Regions from separate parts of the Rattus norvegicus genome. Here region 2 is linked to region 1. A link is a contact called in public Hi-C data. All regions are on one chromosome and are shown on one strand. The core of a region is the stretch at or near the end of the contact, and the rest is flanking DNA. Distances in the headings are between cores, read along the strand shown. Region 1 holds the start of Hsbp1l1 (heat shock factor binding protein 1-like 1). Region 2 overlaps Slc66a2 (solute carrier family 66 member 2).

What was found. A called contact is a pair of places that touch in the nucleus more often than the background predicts.
Region 2: a Hi-C map of liver shows a contact between it and region 1, with 1.6 times the contacts expected there. The contact joins the enhancer-like site here to the promoter of Hsbp1l1 in region 1. A contact is called at or near these places in 3 of 12 Hi-C or Micro-C datasets (kidney and liver).

What each region holds. Positions count from the first base shown.
Region 1 is chr18:75,957,393-75,964,328 of GRCr8, forward strand. Hsbp1l1 (heat shock factor binding protein 1-like 1) reads right to left here and starts at 5,632. Exons shown (of 4, transcript NM_001136183.1): 1 at 5,488-5,632; 2 at 4,216-4,282; 3 at 2,349-2,443. The coding sequence starts at 5,538.
Region 2 is chr18:75,997,624-76,005,172 of GRCr8, forward strand. Slc66a2 (solute carrier family 66 member 2) reads left to right here. Exons shown (of 5, transcript NM_001398665.1): 4 at 7,507-7,549. Among named protein-coding and RNA genes, the nearest start is that of Slc66a2, 23 kb to the left of the region's middle. Within about 2 kb of position 4,733, at least 1 of the 93 cell types and tissues checked has an H3K27ac peak or open chromatin away from gene starts, as enhancers often do. A contact at or near this core is called in liver, where this site is marked.

The sequences.
Region 1 (6,936 bases), core at 4,382-6,881:
ACAACTCACATACCGATTAATTAATGTTCAGTTAAATAAATTCAATTGTAGTTTGCAATAAAACTCCACAATTACCAGTGATTGTTAAACATTTACCTATAGGCAAAACCCAATAGAGAGAGATTCTTTTTTTTTTTTTTTTCTTTTTTTCGGAGCTGGGGACCGAACCCAGGGCCTTGCTAGGGCCTTGCTCTTGCTAGGCAAGCGCTCTACCACTGAGCTAAATCCCCAACCCCAAGAGAGAGATTCTTAAGTGACAGATTCTCCGTTTCTTCAGGTAAGTCTTTGTGCATCCAGAGGTGGGATTGCATGAGCAGCATGCACTTTGCAGGCAGTGAGTGGAGCAGCAGCGTGGACCCAGTGTCTGCCACTATGACTGACTACCCTCAACTCACTGTCCTCTGGTGTGTAGGTGGCAGGCACTTTCCAGGCAACATTCTGCATTTACTGCATGTAGAAAAGATTGCACAGTTTAGAAGCGCAGAGAAAACACTACTCCATCTAATACAAGGGTTTTTAGTCAGGGTATGAGATGTCTTCTCAACAGTTGCCAAATTTTAATGTGAAACCCCCCACACCCAGCCAAGAGGGAGCACAAGTTGGTGCAGGTATTCTAATTATGTAAGTCTTTAATCTGAATTATTATTTTTTTTAAGATTTATTCATCTATTATATATAAGTACACTGTAGCTGTCTTCAGATACACTAGAAGAGGGCATCAGATCTCTTTACAGATGGTTGTGAGCCACCATGTGGTTGCTGGGAATTGAACTCAGGACCTCTGAAAGACCAGTCGGGGCTCTTAACCATCCCTCCAGCCCAATCTGAATTATTTTTAACAGCATTTAAATAAACTTTAAATAAGGTCTAAGCCAAGCTGCCTTTGGTGAGTGTGTATGGAGGAAGCAAATGTTTGACGATTACTTAACCACTCAGTTTGACATCTAAGCCTACTCTAGTCCCTTTCTTTGTAAATCAACCGGACACAGAAGCCAGAGCTTGGGGAGTTCACCCTGCTGGGCGACTGCCAGAGTAGCACTCAAGCCATCATCCACCACCGAGAGCAGGCCTGACTGCTTCTGCTGTCACCCTATTGCCCTGGTCTTGAACAATGAGAATTTGACAGGGGTAACCGGTGGGTGTGGAAGGTTTGGAGTCCACAGTGCCTAGAGGCACCTGGGTGAGTGGGACATGTCTGACAGAACTTTTGTAAGTAATGCTGCCTGTTTTCCCTACTGTCAGAATTTTTACTTTTATTTTGTCATTTTGAGATTTGGGAATGAGATCTCCCTGTGTCGTCTGTGCTTCTTTCTCCAGTGGTTTGAAGATCGTAATTTGGATATCCATACATCATTAATAGGTGACCCTGCTCTGACTTAACTAAGGGTAATTTGCCACAAATTGATTTTGAGAGAAGTAGGCAAAGATATTTAAACTGTTCAGTGCCCACGAGAGGGTGTGGGAAGCAACAGTTGGAAGTTAGGGGGTAGGGGTGAGGTGAACAGAGAAACTAGAATGTCACGTGTGTATATCAGTGCCGTAATGTGGCCAGCGAGATGGCTCGGGGGGTAAAGGCACTTGCCAACCAGCCTAAAGACCTGAGTTGGCTTCCTAGTGCCATTGGTAGAGGAGAAGCAGCTTCCACAAGTTGTCTGTCCTCTGACATGGCACACGTGTGCTCACAGACACGCATGTACACATACATACACACACACACATGTTGGAACTAAAGGAATAAAATGCCACAATGCTAACGTATGCTAGTATAAAAATGTCCATCGAGACCCCGTACATAGTCAGAAGAGCGTGTCCTAACATGCCTAAGTATTTTATAAACCCTGTCCCCATGTTTGACACAGGAGCATATAATGTGCACAGACTAAGCCTGAAATGCCATTTATTTGCTCCCTAAGACTGAAATTCCTTAGGCTGAAATTCCATAGAAAGGGAATGGTCCCAGGCAGATGCCGAGAGTCTTCCTCTGGGCTGCTCGTGGGATAGAATAGGGTTCCGTATGCTATGATCAAACAACATATGTCATTATTTAAGTGATCAAACAAATACCTTAGACAGGAATGACCAGCCATCGTCCCAGCCTTTTGTTCGTTATAATTTATAGCATGGCTAAAAACTGACTTAAGGAGCAACGGTGGAAAATACTTTACTAAAGTCTGATTTTTAGATGAGAGTTTTCATTTGTAATATGTGCCTTTCAGGAACCATGACCGTGTTTTAGCTGTAAAGAAAGCATTGCACTTGGGAGCATCTCCCATTGGTACTAATCAGGGGATTCAGTAGGGGTAACAAGTGGAAACGCTCGAAAGGCACTGCCTCAGTGACCGCCTTACCGTTGCTTCTTTAATAGAATTTTCGATCCCAGCTTGAGCCATTAGGTCATCCACATTTCTCTGTAAGTCCTCGATGCGATTTCCCATTTCTTCCAGTGCGATGTCAAGGAGAATGCCTGTGTGATCCAACTAGCCCAGCTCATGGACGAACCCTGCTTCAACCTGCGCCTGCTTTGAATGGGCTCTTGAGCCTGCTCTGCACGGGCTCCTAGACCTGCTCTGCACGGGCTCCTAGACCTGCTCTGCACGGGCTCCTAGACCTGCTCTGCACGGGCTCCTAGACCTGCTCTGCACGGGCTCCTAGACCTGCTCTGCACGGGCTCCTAGACCTGCTCTGCACGGGCTCCTAGACCTGCGCCTGCTCTGCACCGGCTCCTAGACCTGTGGCAAACAGAGCAGCCTTCACAGTGAGGGGTCAGGCTGTGCTGAGTCAGTGTATGACCTTCCCCCAGCTTTTCTTAGCTTGTCATCCTTAACCTTCAGCTGCGGATCAAGCTTTGAAAACATCTCTCCTTGTACATAAGCTTTTTTTTTTTTTTAACTAAACCCTGAGTTGAAATACAGTGGTGTAAGCTCTTTTTAAGACCAACTTTCTCGGGATGGGGATTTAGCTCAGTGGTAGGGCGCTCCCTGGGTTCGGTCCCCAGCTCCGAAAAAAAGAAAAAAGACCAACTTTCTCATGGCTTAATATTTAAAAAAAACATATGTATGTATGTATATATATATATATATATATATATATATATATATATATATATATATATATATTGTGTGTGTGTGTGTGTGTGTATATGCGCGCGCGCGCACGCGCGTTTCTGTGTGTGTACAAAATGACCCAGGTTTAAGGTCAGGTGACAACCTTCTGGAGGCCGTTCTCTCCCTTCAGGATGGGTCCCATGAACTAAGCCTTGGCCGCAATCACCCTTACAGAATAAGCCATCTCCACAGCCCACTTCACTTGCTTTATTATTTAAGATTTATTTTACATGTATAAGTGTTTTGCCCGGATGTACTTATATTCATGACAAACATGCCTGGTGCCTGAGGGGAGACCGGAGAGGGTATGGGATCCCTTGAAACTGCAGTTACAGATGGTTATGAGCCACTGTGTGCATTCTGGGAACCAAACCTGGGCTCTCTGCAGCGGCAGCAAACGCTCTTAACTGCGGGCATCTCCTCAGCTGCTTCCTATGGTTTTTCTGAAAAGTGAATTTAATCACGTAAAAAAACAAAAAAAAAACAAAAAACAAAAAACAAAAAAACCAAAAAAAAACCGCTCACTGTTGGGGCAATTTAACCTAGACTTACACAAACTGTAAAATCTATTTTATTTTAAAATTTTTATAAAATAACTGTATTCTAATGAACTCTCAAGTAAAGCCATCACACAGTCACTGCCCAGTCCCAACTGGCCATTCTGAATTTACACATGACGTGTAGAGTTTGGAGCTGAACATTATATTCTTAATTGTTTGATTTCATTTTTCTGAGACCAAACACCAAATCACTTGTTCTTGTCAAAATGAAGATAGGGAGGACCATGCCCTTCCTGGCTGGAGACCCTTAGCTCTGCTCTCTAAGGTTCCTGGTGGCGGTGGAGTTTGTGCTGCAAACCAGACTGGTTCAATTAGGCTTTCAGGGCAGCCTCTCAGCCTGTGTGGGGAGCTGTGTACGCCACTCAGACGCCCTGTACTGCCAGTCAGGAAGCAAAACCAATGAGATTTAATGCATCCAGATGCCACACAGAAGCACCAATGTAAACACCCGAGACCACACGTGAACAGTCGTACACCAACAGCAGAGAACAAGAAGCTGCCCCACAGCATCCGACAACCATCGGCTTCAGGGTGTTAGCAAGAAAGGATATTTCTGAGGTTTAATGTTGCAGTCAGAGCTTGGAAATGTTCTTCAACCTCCTGAAGTAGGTTCTCGGCCTGCAAAATAAATCTTAGGTAACTAAATAAAGTATTTACAAGTAGTGCAGGAGGTGGTAAATACCATGGAACAACGTAAACAAACACACCCATTAACTTCGTTGTTGTTTATTGAGACAGGGCCTCCCTATGTAGCTCTGACTGGGCTGGAACGCACTGGCCTCCCACTTACAATGATTTCCTTTTGCCTCGCAGTGTTGGAAATATAAATATAAATATTGCCCACAGCGTTGCAGGGCACCTGTTTTTTGTTTTTGTTTTGTTTTGTTTGTTTTTGTTTCTTTGTTTGTTTTGAAGCAGCGTCTGCTTGTGTACCTCTGGCTGGCTGACCTGGAACTCAGATCTGCCTGCCTCTGCCCTGGATCCCTTGGAATTACAGGCAGTTACATCCCTAGGAACAAATTGTCCACCTGTGATGGACATATCTAAAGCATGAGCGGAGCTGTAAACTCCACCATCAAAGCAGGAAACAGTCACCCTGTCGCTGCAGTCCACGGCGAATCAAAGGCCCACGGGCCCTTTGTATGCTTTGGCCGATTTAATAGCGCACGGCACAAACCATACAGAATGCCATTGCGGTGACTGCGAGGCTTCGGGTCGAAACTCTGAAATCTACACATCTTGCGTGACTCTATCCTGTGTAATCTTTGTCCCAACACCTGCAGTACCCGTAGAGAAGGAAGTGCAAGTCCTCGAACTCGGACCCCGCGCTCCTCTGTGCAGGTTCCCTGTGGCAAGCGGCCTTTCAGAAGAAGGTAGATGACGTGGACTCTAACTGACTTCTTTAAACGTAAAGATCTGCTATGGTGACAGACTTACAGAGAAAACACCAGGCAGGGAAGGAATGGGGCGGCGCTTGGGCTTGAGGCGGAGCCTTTAGGGGGAAAAGGAGGTGTGGGCGGGATCTGGGACATGGGGCGGGCCTTGGAGGAAGGGAAAGACGCTCTCAGATGGACACCTGGCTAGGGACCTGGGAAGGACTGAAGGGTGGGGAGGAGGGCAAGCGGATGAGCCAGGTATGGGACAAGGATCCGGGCTCTATAGGAATAAGTTGCATCTCCAGCCGCCCAGCGTCCGCCATCACTCCTTTGGCTCAGGACTTCAGTTCCCTAGCATCCCCACTGCTGCAGCCGCGAGCCCTTCCAATACCCTAAAGCCAAGCCGGCGACCTTGGTCCTCGGAGCCCTAGGGCACGCGTCACTCACCGCGTTCTGCAGCAAGTCCCCACAGGGAACTTCCGGCGTCCGGGCGTCCATCCACACCAGCCTAACAGTTTGGGGTCCTGGGTCTTAAGTGGACCAGGCAGATGTCGCGCTTTGGGCTGGCCACGGCTAAAACCGGAGAGCGAGCGAGCGCGGGGGCAGGTGCGGACCAGACCAGCAGCCGGCCAATCCGGCTTAGCTGGGTGTTTTCATCCTTCAGAGTAGGTGACCTGGGAGGAACCCTATCGGCAGTTATTCATTCTTGGGCTGTGGCACAATAAACACGACTGGATAGTGAGCACCCCGGACACTTCTGAATGCACAGAGCAAATGCGTAAAGCACACCCACCCTGTCCCTCCGTCGCTAGAGCTTCTGCCTCACACAAACAGTCAAGTGCCCATCAAATAGTAAGCGACTCTCCTGTCTTGCTCTTTGGACCCCCCACCCTTCTAGCTTTTGTCTAGGGACAAACTTTCATGTGATGGGTCTCCTCTTACCCACAGCTGCCAGCAGCCGACGGCACACCACACTCGGCAACTGAATCTGTTACAGTAAAGTTGTCATTTCTCAAGATCTAAGGATGTCAGCTTCAGAATTGAGCTGCTCAGTGCTCAGACCTCCCTTCAAGACTGGTTTCACAAGTTCTCAGGACCCCTTTCCTCGTTAGATCGGAGTTGTGGCTCATAGGTCACCTTGTGGTGGGTTTCCCAGGACCGCACTTTTATCAGTTAGCTTCTTGTTTACACATCTGCGCTCCTTGGGCTGAAGGCTGAAGACCGTGTCTATTTAGGTCACTGCAGTACCTCGAGAGCCTGGTTCAGAGATAGCGCGCTGATGCCAAGTGTGCTTACTGCAGGTGTCTTTAAATAGGTGGGGGCAGGGCAGCTGAAGAGATGGTTCTTTGGTCCTCGCCGCTTTGGCAGAGGACTAGGGTTTGGTTCCCAGAACACCACATAGCTCCTCAGTAAGTCAGGTTCCAGGAGATCTGACGCCTTCTTCCGGCCTCCACAGGCACTGCATGTACACAGTGCACTTGCAAGCATGAAAATATTCCCACGCATGAAAAAAAAAACTAAAAAACAGATCAAGGTCTTAAACAGAACAGGCAAAGGCACCCAACACCACTGCTCACGAGTACCCATGATAAACCCCTGCTTCACACCCCTGGGGGTGCCGGAGGAATGACAACCATGCCCTCCCTTTGGAAAATACAGGTAAACAGTGTTCGCCACATGACTACATTCCACATCTAGGTGTGAGCAGCAGACACCCACACAGAAATGTGCACACCCTTTACAGCAGTACTCAGCCATCACAGCAGTCAAGGAGGAAACAACCTGGTGGACGGACAGACAGACAGAAGAGGTATATGTGCATATGATTGCTTGTGCAACAACAGGAGTGTACACTGGTATGTACACCATGAGTGAACTTCAAAAATATCATAGAAA
Region 2 (7,549 bases), core at 3,483-5,982, 39 kb after region 1:
TTTGCCAATGCGGTCCAGGCCGTCCTCAGAATCCCACCCACCCTCAGGGCTAGAGTGACAGGGGGTAACCACCATGCCCAGCTCCTGGTATGTTTTCCGAGCAGTGTATATACTTTCCTTTCTGTATACTTCATTCTTCTTAAGTGCCTTCATATGACCTCTGCTGTCACTTGATTTTCACGTGGAAAGCTACAGTTTCCCCACTTGTTGTTTATCTGGGGATTTTGTTTTCTCCTTGTGTAGAACGCTTTCTTAGGAGCTGCCTCCTGACTGACAGTTGTTTTTCCTCTCAGCACTTTGAATGCCATCCCTCTGCCTTCTAAACTCCATTGTGTCCGATGAGAAGTCAGTGGGGGTCCCCTGTGAGGGACATCATTGTTCTACTGCTGCTTCTAAGATGGCTTCTTTGTCTCTGACATTCATCCGTACTCGTGTTTGGGACCTGTGGTCGTGATCTCTGAGTCCTTTGCTGTTCCTTCCTCTCCTCCACTCTAGGATGCTCACCGTGCCTGTGGTGCTGTATGGTTCTCTGAGGCACTGTTGCTTTTCCTTCTTTGGGCAGCATAATTCCATGGAAGTGTCTAAGGTTTGCTGACCCTTCCATTGGCTCAGGTCTCTTGTTGAGCTCCAGCATGACTCTTACTTCAGACACTGCCTGCAGCCGGCTCCAGGTTCTCCTGGTTCTCAGTGATTGATCTCCCTTGAGAAACGTTCTTCTACCGGGTGAGGTGATGTCTTCTACCTCTGTTGGTTCTTTTATATATTCTTTGGATTCCTTCAGTTCTCACCGTACATTTACAATGTTATTTTGAACTTTCGTTTTCTTTTGTGTTTCTTCACAAATAGTTTCTTGCTTTTTGTTGTTGTTACGCCCTCCGTGTAAAGGCTACATTTCCCTGTTTGTCTGCATACTGGACATTGAAAATTAATATTGTGACAGCCGAGGCACTAATCTCATACCCGGGAAAGGGTGTCTTATTTGCTGGTATCCTGGTTCGGTTGAATGGGGCAGTCTGCCCACCCTCTTGTAGGGCCTGATGGTACTGGCTGCTGTGCTTCTGTCTACTTCGAGCTCTGAAGTGTTCTGCCCTCACTGGCACCACACTGACCTCCCTTGCCTGCAATGCTGGCTCCGTTGGTACAGTACTCTGGCTGATGCTACACCAGCAGCTAGCCTGGGGAGTTGGCTCCATTGGTACAGTGCTCTGGCTGATGCTACACCAGCAACTAGCCTGGGGAGCTGGCTCTGTTGGTACAGTGCTCTGGCTGATGCTACACCAGCAGCTAGCCCGGGGAGCTGGCTCCGTTGGTATAGTGCTCTGGCTGATGCTATACCAGCAGCTAGCCTGGGGGTCATTAAAGCCAGTCTAAAAGTGGCGCTGCTTTCAAGATAGCTCTTAGCTGCCTCCTTCCTTCTCTTCAGCTGGCCAGGGAGCCACTAGCTGCGGCTTCTTTCTTGTCGCTTCCCCTTTCCTTCAAAACAGGGTCTGGTTATGTAGCCCAGGCTAGCCTGGTATCTACTATCTTCCTGTCTCAGTTTCCCAAGTGTAAAAATCATAGGTGCCCAGCCCTACCTGACCAACTTTCTCCAGGACCCACGTCTTCGTTCTTTTGCTAGGATTCTTGAGCCCAAGCTTGCCTATGCTCTCTTCTGAGCATCTGTCTCTTAGGGGAGGGCTTTGAACTCCCTGTTCCTACCCCTGTCCAGAGGACAGAACCTCAGATGCTGCTCTGAGCTGGTGGCAACAACTTGCTCTGAGGACAGGCTGCAGAAGGTGACCTCTGCCCTCCTCAGCCTTCTCAGCCTGTTGTGGAGTCTCTCTCCTGTATAAGGTGCCATAGTGTCACCTAGGATTCTCAGCCTTGTCCTGAGTGGGCTGGCTGGGGTGGACCCCAGAGCAGAGGAGCTCAGCAGGTGAAGGGCTGACTGAGAGGTAGACCAGCGCTCATTCCTTACCCATGCTGGGAGCATAGCCCCCCTCCCCCCCTGTGAGATTTCTGCTATGGTTTCCCAAGAGCTCCTGACGCTTTTCTTCAGTGCTCTCCTGACTGTCCTATTTCACTTGAACCCCTGGGGCTAGAATTAGGGAGGACATTTCATAAAGGCTGGCCACATGCTCCAGTGTTGTTCTCTGTCAGTGGCATTGAGGAATAAACTTGGGACGGAGTGTTCCATGGTGGCTTACTGTAGGAGCGGAGCACAGTGTTCAGAAGACTCCTGGGAAAGCAGGTACCTTAGAACCTCTTTCAAGTGAAGGTACCATGTTGGATGGTAAAACCGTTTATTCTGGTGCTCTCAGGGCCAGAGCCTTGCGCTGGGCCCTTTCTGATCATTCTGAGTTGTGCTGTCATGGACTTGGATGGAACTCGTCAGAACAGAGGCTGCTATCCTATCAGCTACTGAATGGTGACACTGAAGAGTGCTCTGCAGGGTGACATGACGAGTGTGGGCCACTGTACCCCCCCTCTCTCCTGGCTCATCTCTCCATCGAAGGGAACCCTGCTAAGGAAAAGTGTTTCAGGCCAGGCTGACCGCATGTCTGTCAATGCCATTGATGGAGAAACTTGGAGTTGAGTGTTCGAATCCTTTGCTGGGATGTTGGTAGGATAGAGTTAGAAAGGACTCCTGAAATGAAAGACAGAGAGTCAACGGCAATGATAACCCATTCGTAACAAGCACTACTCACCCTGGCTTCTCTGGCTCTCGGAGTAGCTGCCCCAGTGATGTGGAACCATCATTAGCAGCAGTACCATGGCAGCCTTATCTGTGTAACTTCAGATCTGAACAGGATACTGGCCTTGGTGGTTGCTTGTTTGTTTTGGCCAAGCAGTGGGTGCTCCCAGTCAGTTTTCCAGGTGGCCCTGTCTGGAAGCTGGGAGAGGGGAATAGGACCAGCACTGCCCCCCAGCTTCCTGGGTGGGCTAGATTCCCAGAACATTGACTTTGTGTCTCCGAGCCATCGTCTGGTGGAGCCGCCCTTGTCTATTGTGGGTGAGGGCAGTGCTGGGGTGAGTAGGGACCACCAGTTTGGAAGGTCATTTCAGCTGTCGCAGGAGGTCTTGGCTGTTAGTCTGTTGAAGTAGCTGACCTTCAGGCAGAGTGAAAGCTGGTGCTGCGTGGGCCATGTGGCTCCTGTCATCTCTCTAGAGGAACTGCCATGCCCCGGAGGCTTGTGCAGGTTTCCTGGGACTTGGGGTTCTACCTGGTAAGTTCCAGTGAGCATTGGTGCAGGAAGAAAGGCTGTGCATGAATCAGAACCAGGGTGGCCAGGATTAGATCTTTTTGTCTGTTCTCTCACACAGTGTTAATTTTTCATATAGACATCATCACCAAGTTAACTTTGGACCACAATGATTATTTTCTTGAGCTATTTGAGGTTGAGTATATTTTCTATCACTACCCAGAATGGCGCTGCCTCAGGCCTCAGCATCCTCCAGTCAAAGAGCCCAAGTAAGTTGCAGGGCACTTTATAGTCATTTCCAGGAGCACCGTGGTCTGCTCTTGACTTCGGTAAACATGTGCTGGGGTGCACTCCTGCTCCTGACCTGGGAGGCTTGGACTCAGTTGGTTTTCTGACCAGTAGTCTGGTCAGGCTGGGGGTTAGAGGCTAGCCTGGGACCCTCGGGGCAGAGTGAAGCCAGCGGTTGAGCCACACAGAGCAGTGTGGAGTTCCCAATGGTTTGTGTCCAGCATGCGCCGAGTTCCATGCTGGTGGGACCCTGGGAGACAGAGGAAGAAGCTCCTCTGTCATAGCTGTCCAAGAAGGGCCTTCGGGCTTGGGAATGAGTGTGTCTATGGGACACTCGTGGGCAAGGGGCTCGGGAGTGGCTCTGCCCTTGTGCTGCTGAGACAGATTCTTTTCCTGTGCAGAGCCCTACTCTGTCCTTTACTCGCCCCACTAGGGTCAGGGTACTGTGTTTCCCATTTCTTCTGATTGGTTTGAGGAGATCTTCCTTGATGCTAGTGTCCCCCGGGATGGTGAGAGCTGTTCTGGATTGCTGCCCCAGCGGTCTGATGGCTGCAGGCCATGGTTTGATGCTCTTTGTGGCCTCTCTATGTGGCCTTGCTCAGAGGTGCTCAGGGAAAGAGTGGTCAGCGTGAGCCATGTCTGATGTGAACTCCTCTCGGTTCTCCCAGTTTCATGGGCCGAAGGATTCATTCTGGGTAGCCAGCTGGGTTTCTGTCATTCCCAGTCCACGGTCCAGACTTGCTTCTCTGCCACAAGGGCACGTGGAACAGCCACAAGAAACCTTTCTGGAGCTTGGAGGCTGTGGCTGTAGCTCTCCTGTGGTAATGCCGAGCATCTTGGGGAGCTGGGGAGAAGTATTCCGTGGTCTCACTTGTGAGGTGGAGCTGTGAGGCGCTACGTGCCTGCCGCGCTGTCATTGGGGTGGTCTGTCCTTTCCTAGCTCACCAGCTCTGTCAGCTCAGTCTCTTGAGCCCCTACTTCCTGTTAGTGCAGAGCGTCAGCTGCCCCTTCCTGCCCATCTTCTCTGAGGTGAGTCCTAGTGCTGGTCCTGGCAGGACCTGACCCGCCAGCCTCGAACAGAGCTGTCATTTCTGAGGAGTCACTTCCAAGGTAGAGAACCCTGTACCTTGTTCCTCGCTGGCTCTGGGGCTCCTGCTGCCTTTTCAGTGGTTGGTTGTCATTGGCCTAAACTCTAGGCCAGGAGCTGAGAGAACCCAGTCTTGTTCCCCTGCTTCTAAGGGAGTAGAAAGGCTTGGCCTGCATTGGCACAGACCAGCCACATGAGGGTGCTGGTGGGCTGCTGGAGGAACACAGATTACACCACAGGTTAATAAAGCTGCCCCAGGTAACTGGGGCCTCAAGGTGTGGTACCCACCGTGCCCCAGAGATGGGCAGTTAAGGGAAACAAAAACAAACACAAAACCCTGACCCGGACTTGGTTTCTTTCCGTTCTCAGTGCTGTGATGGACCCAGTGTCTTTTCCTTCTCACCGAGTTAGGGCTACTCTGCCCTCAGGGGGTCCTGGAGGACTTGACCTTAACACTTGAGGATGCTGGGTTTTCTTCTGGGCCCCCCCCCCACTTTCTGTCTATTCCTTTTGCCTATTGATGTATTGGTTGTCCATTCTGTTGTAGGTCATAGATTCAGAAGAACATTGGGGTTTTCAGATGTGTTCGTCTTAGGTATTAATATGTAAGCATCCTGCAGAGAGCTCTTTACTTTTCTGCCTTCAGGAGGAAACTTGGGGCACTGTGTCTTCCCCATTATCTCTCCATATCTTCTCACTGCCTCTCAGGTACCAGGTATCCTGGGGGCCATGCTTGTCCTCCCTCTGACCCTTGCTACCTGCTGCTTGAAGGGCTACCTCTGACCTCCAGGTCCCAGTCACCACACACCACATGGGAGATGTTACATTGGGCTGATGACCTCTTTCCTGCTCTCTGTTGGGAATCTGTTTGTCTCTGAGGGTTGGATTAGCACTCCCTGACGGTGTTGGAACATAGAGTCAGTGCCTGGGCCCCTGTCGTGCAGGCCAGCTCTGCCTGCCCTGCTCCCCCAAAGAAGGCTCCTCCTGGGATTGGGCTTCTCGTCTGAAGGGCCAGTTCCTTAGGCCATGATCAGGAACACTGGAACTGTGAGTGAACACAGGCTAGACAGGCATCAAGAAGGCTCTAGAACAGACAGTGGACATAAAACTAAGCATGGTCCCTGGGTGAAGGTGACAGCTCCTTTTCCTCTCACATGGCTTTAGCCCTGTAGTTAGCCCTGAGTCAAACTTCAGTGATGTATTGATAACACATTTAGGCCTTTGGGCCACATGCCTGCTCCTGAGGCTGGGGATGGGGGACCCCAGAGACCCAGACTCAGGACGGCAGCTCTTTGTTGGAGTTTGTCCTGGGTCCAAGCTTTAATGAGACTTGTAATCTCTGACAGGGTGGCTCCTTTGTGTCTCTGAGCCCAGTAAGTGGAGTGGGCATGGGGCAACACCCTGCCGGTCTACATAGTGTGTGACACAATAAAATGCCATTGATGCAGGTAACCTGGTCTCTGTTCTCTTGGGGTTTCCCCTTTTTGTCCTAATCCCGAGAAACAAAAATAGCTTCCTCAGAAAACTAAAACCCTTGGGTGGTATTAGGAATGGCCTTTGTGTGTGTGTGTGTGTGTGTGTGTGTGTGTGTGTGTGTGTGTGTGTGTGTTGTCTGAGTAACTGGAAGTTCAATCCCCCTCCCCAACCCGAGTGTGCATGCGTGTGTATGCGTGTGTGTGTGTGCGTGTACACACACACACACACACACACACACACTTTAATGTGTGCTGTACCAGCGTGTCCCGATCTCTTCTGGAGCAGAGGGAGAGGGCAGCCTGCTCACTCAGATCCATAGCTCGGAGGCAGGAGTGCTGATACAGGGCAGGTCGAGCCTCTGAAGACCCCAGGGCTGCAGATCTACTGTGATGTGCATGTTAAAGTCCATCCATTTTTCATTGCGAATGGGGATACCAGACCAGCGATGTGTTAGCTGTTTTCCTCACTACAGAAGGTGTTCAGTGGGCTGGGGTGTAGCTCATTGGGAGAGCAGTGGAATGTGTGTTGGGGGGACTTTTTCTTTCCCAGCCTCCAACCTCCCCCTAAAAGCAGCCATACTTGGAAGAGTTTAGCATCTCGGGCATCTCTTGGCCCTGCTCACCTACACCTGCTGGAATTCCCTGTCTTGGATTTGTGGTCTAAGAGCCCAGTCAGGCATAGCCATGTTGCATCCTCTCGTTCAGCTTCCCTTCTCTCCAGAAGCTTCCCTGCAGCTTCCACAGTCCCGGGAGTATTCATCTGCTGAAGTGTCATTTAATTCATTCACGTCAGTGCTTGTGAATAATTCCACAGAATCCGTCCTCAGGCAGCCTGGGCTATCGCGCTGGTGACCAAGTATTTAGCAGTAGTACTGTGTGCTGACCAGGTCTCCCTCATGGGCTAAAAACAGTCAAGACTCGTAGAACGGATCATTAACCATTAGATCAGTCCCAGGAGGTTCATTAACCCAAGTGAATGGAGACACGTAGTTAACCAGAGTCACAGAGGGCAGAGCTGTCCCTGTAAACGCAGGCAGGTGTCAGATTCCAGAGGCGTGGTTTATGTCTTCCTCTCTAGAACTATTCGAATTAAGCCGAACGACTTAATGTTGGTACCAAGGGTCCCTGGAATTGCTTCTGTTGGGATCTCATCTGCCCACACTGACCTCTGCCTGCTTGCTGGGTCTCCTCCACACTGACTGGCTCGTTCCCATCTCTTCCTCACTGAACTGAATCATCCACATCCCCCACACTGACTTCGACCCACTCAGTCCCCCCCCCCCCCCCACTGGCCTCGCCCTGGTCCTGTCTCCTCTGCACTTCCTCACCTCGCTAACCTTAGCTGAGTCCATTCATCCCTCCTCACAAAGACTTTGCCGACTGGACCTGCTCATGCCTTGTCGGTATCCCCCCCCCCCCATGAAGTATAATTTGCTTGCCCAACTGAGGTGCCTCTCTCTCCCTCTCCCTCTAGACTTCGACCCTCATCATTTCTGGCATTGGAGCAGCTTCGCAGA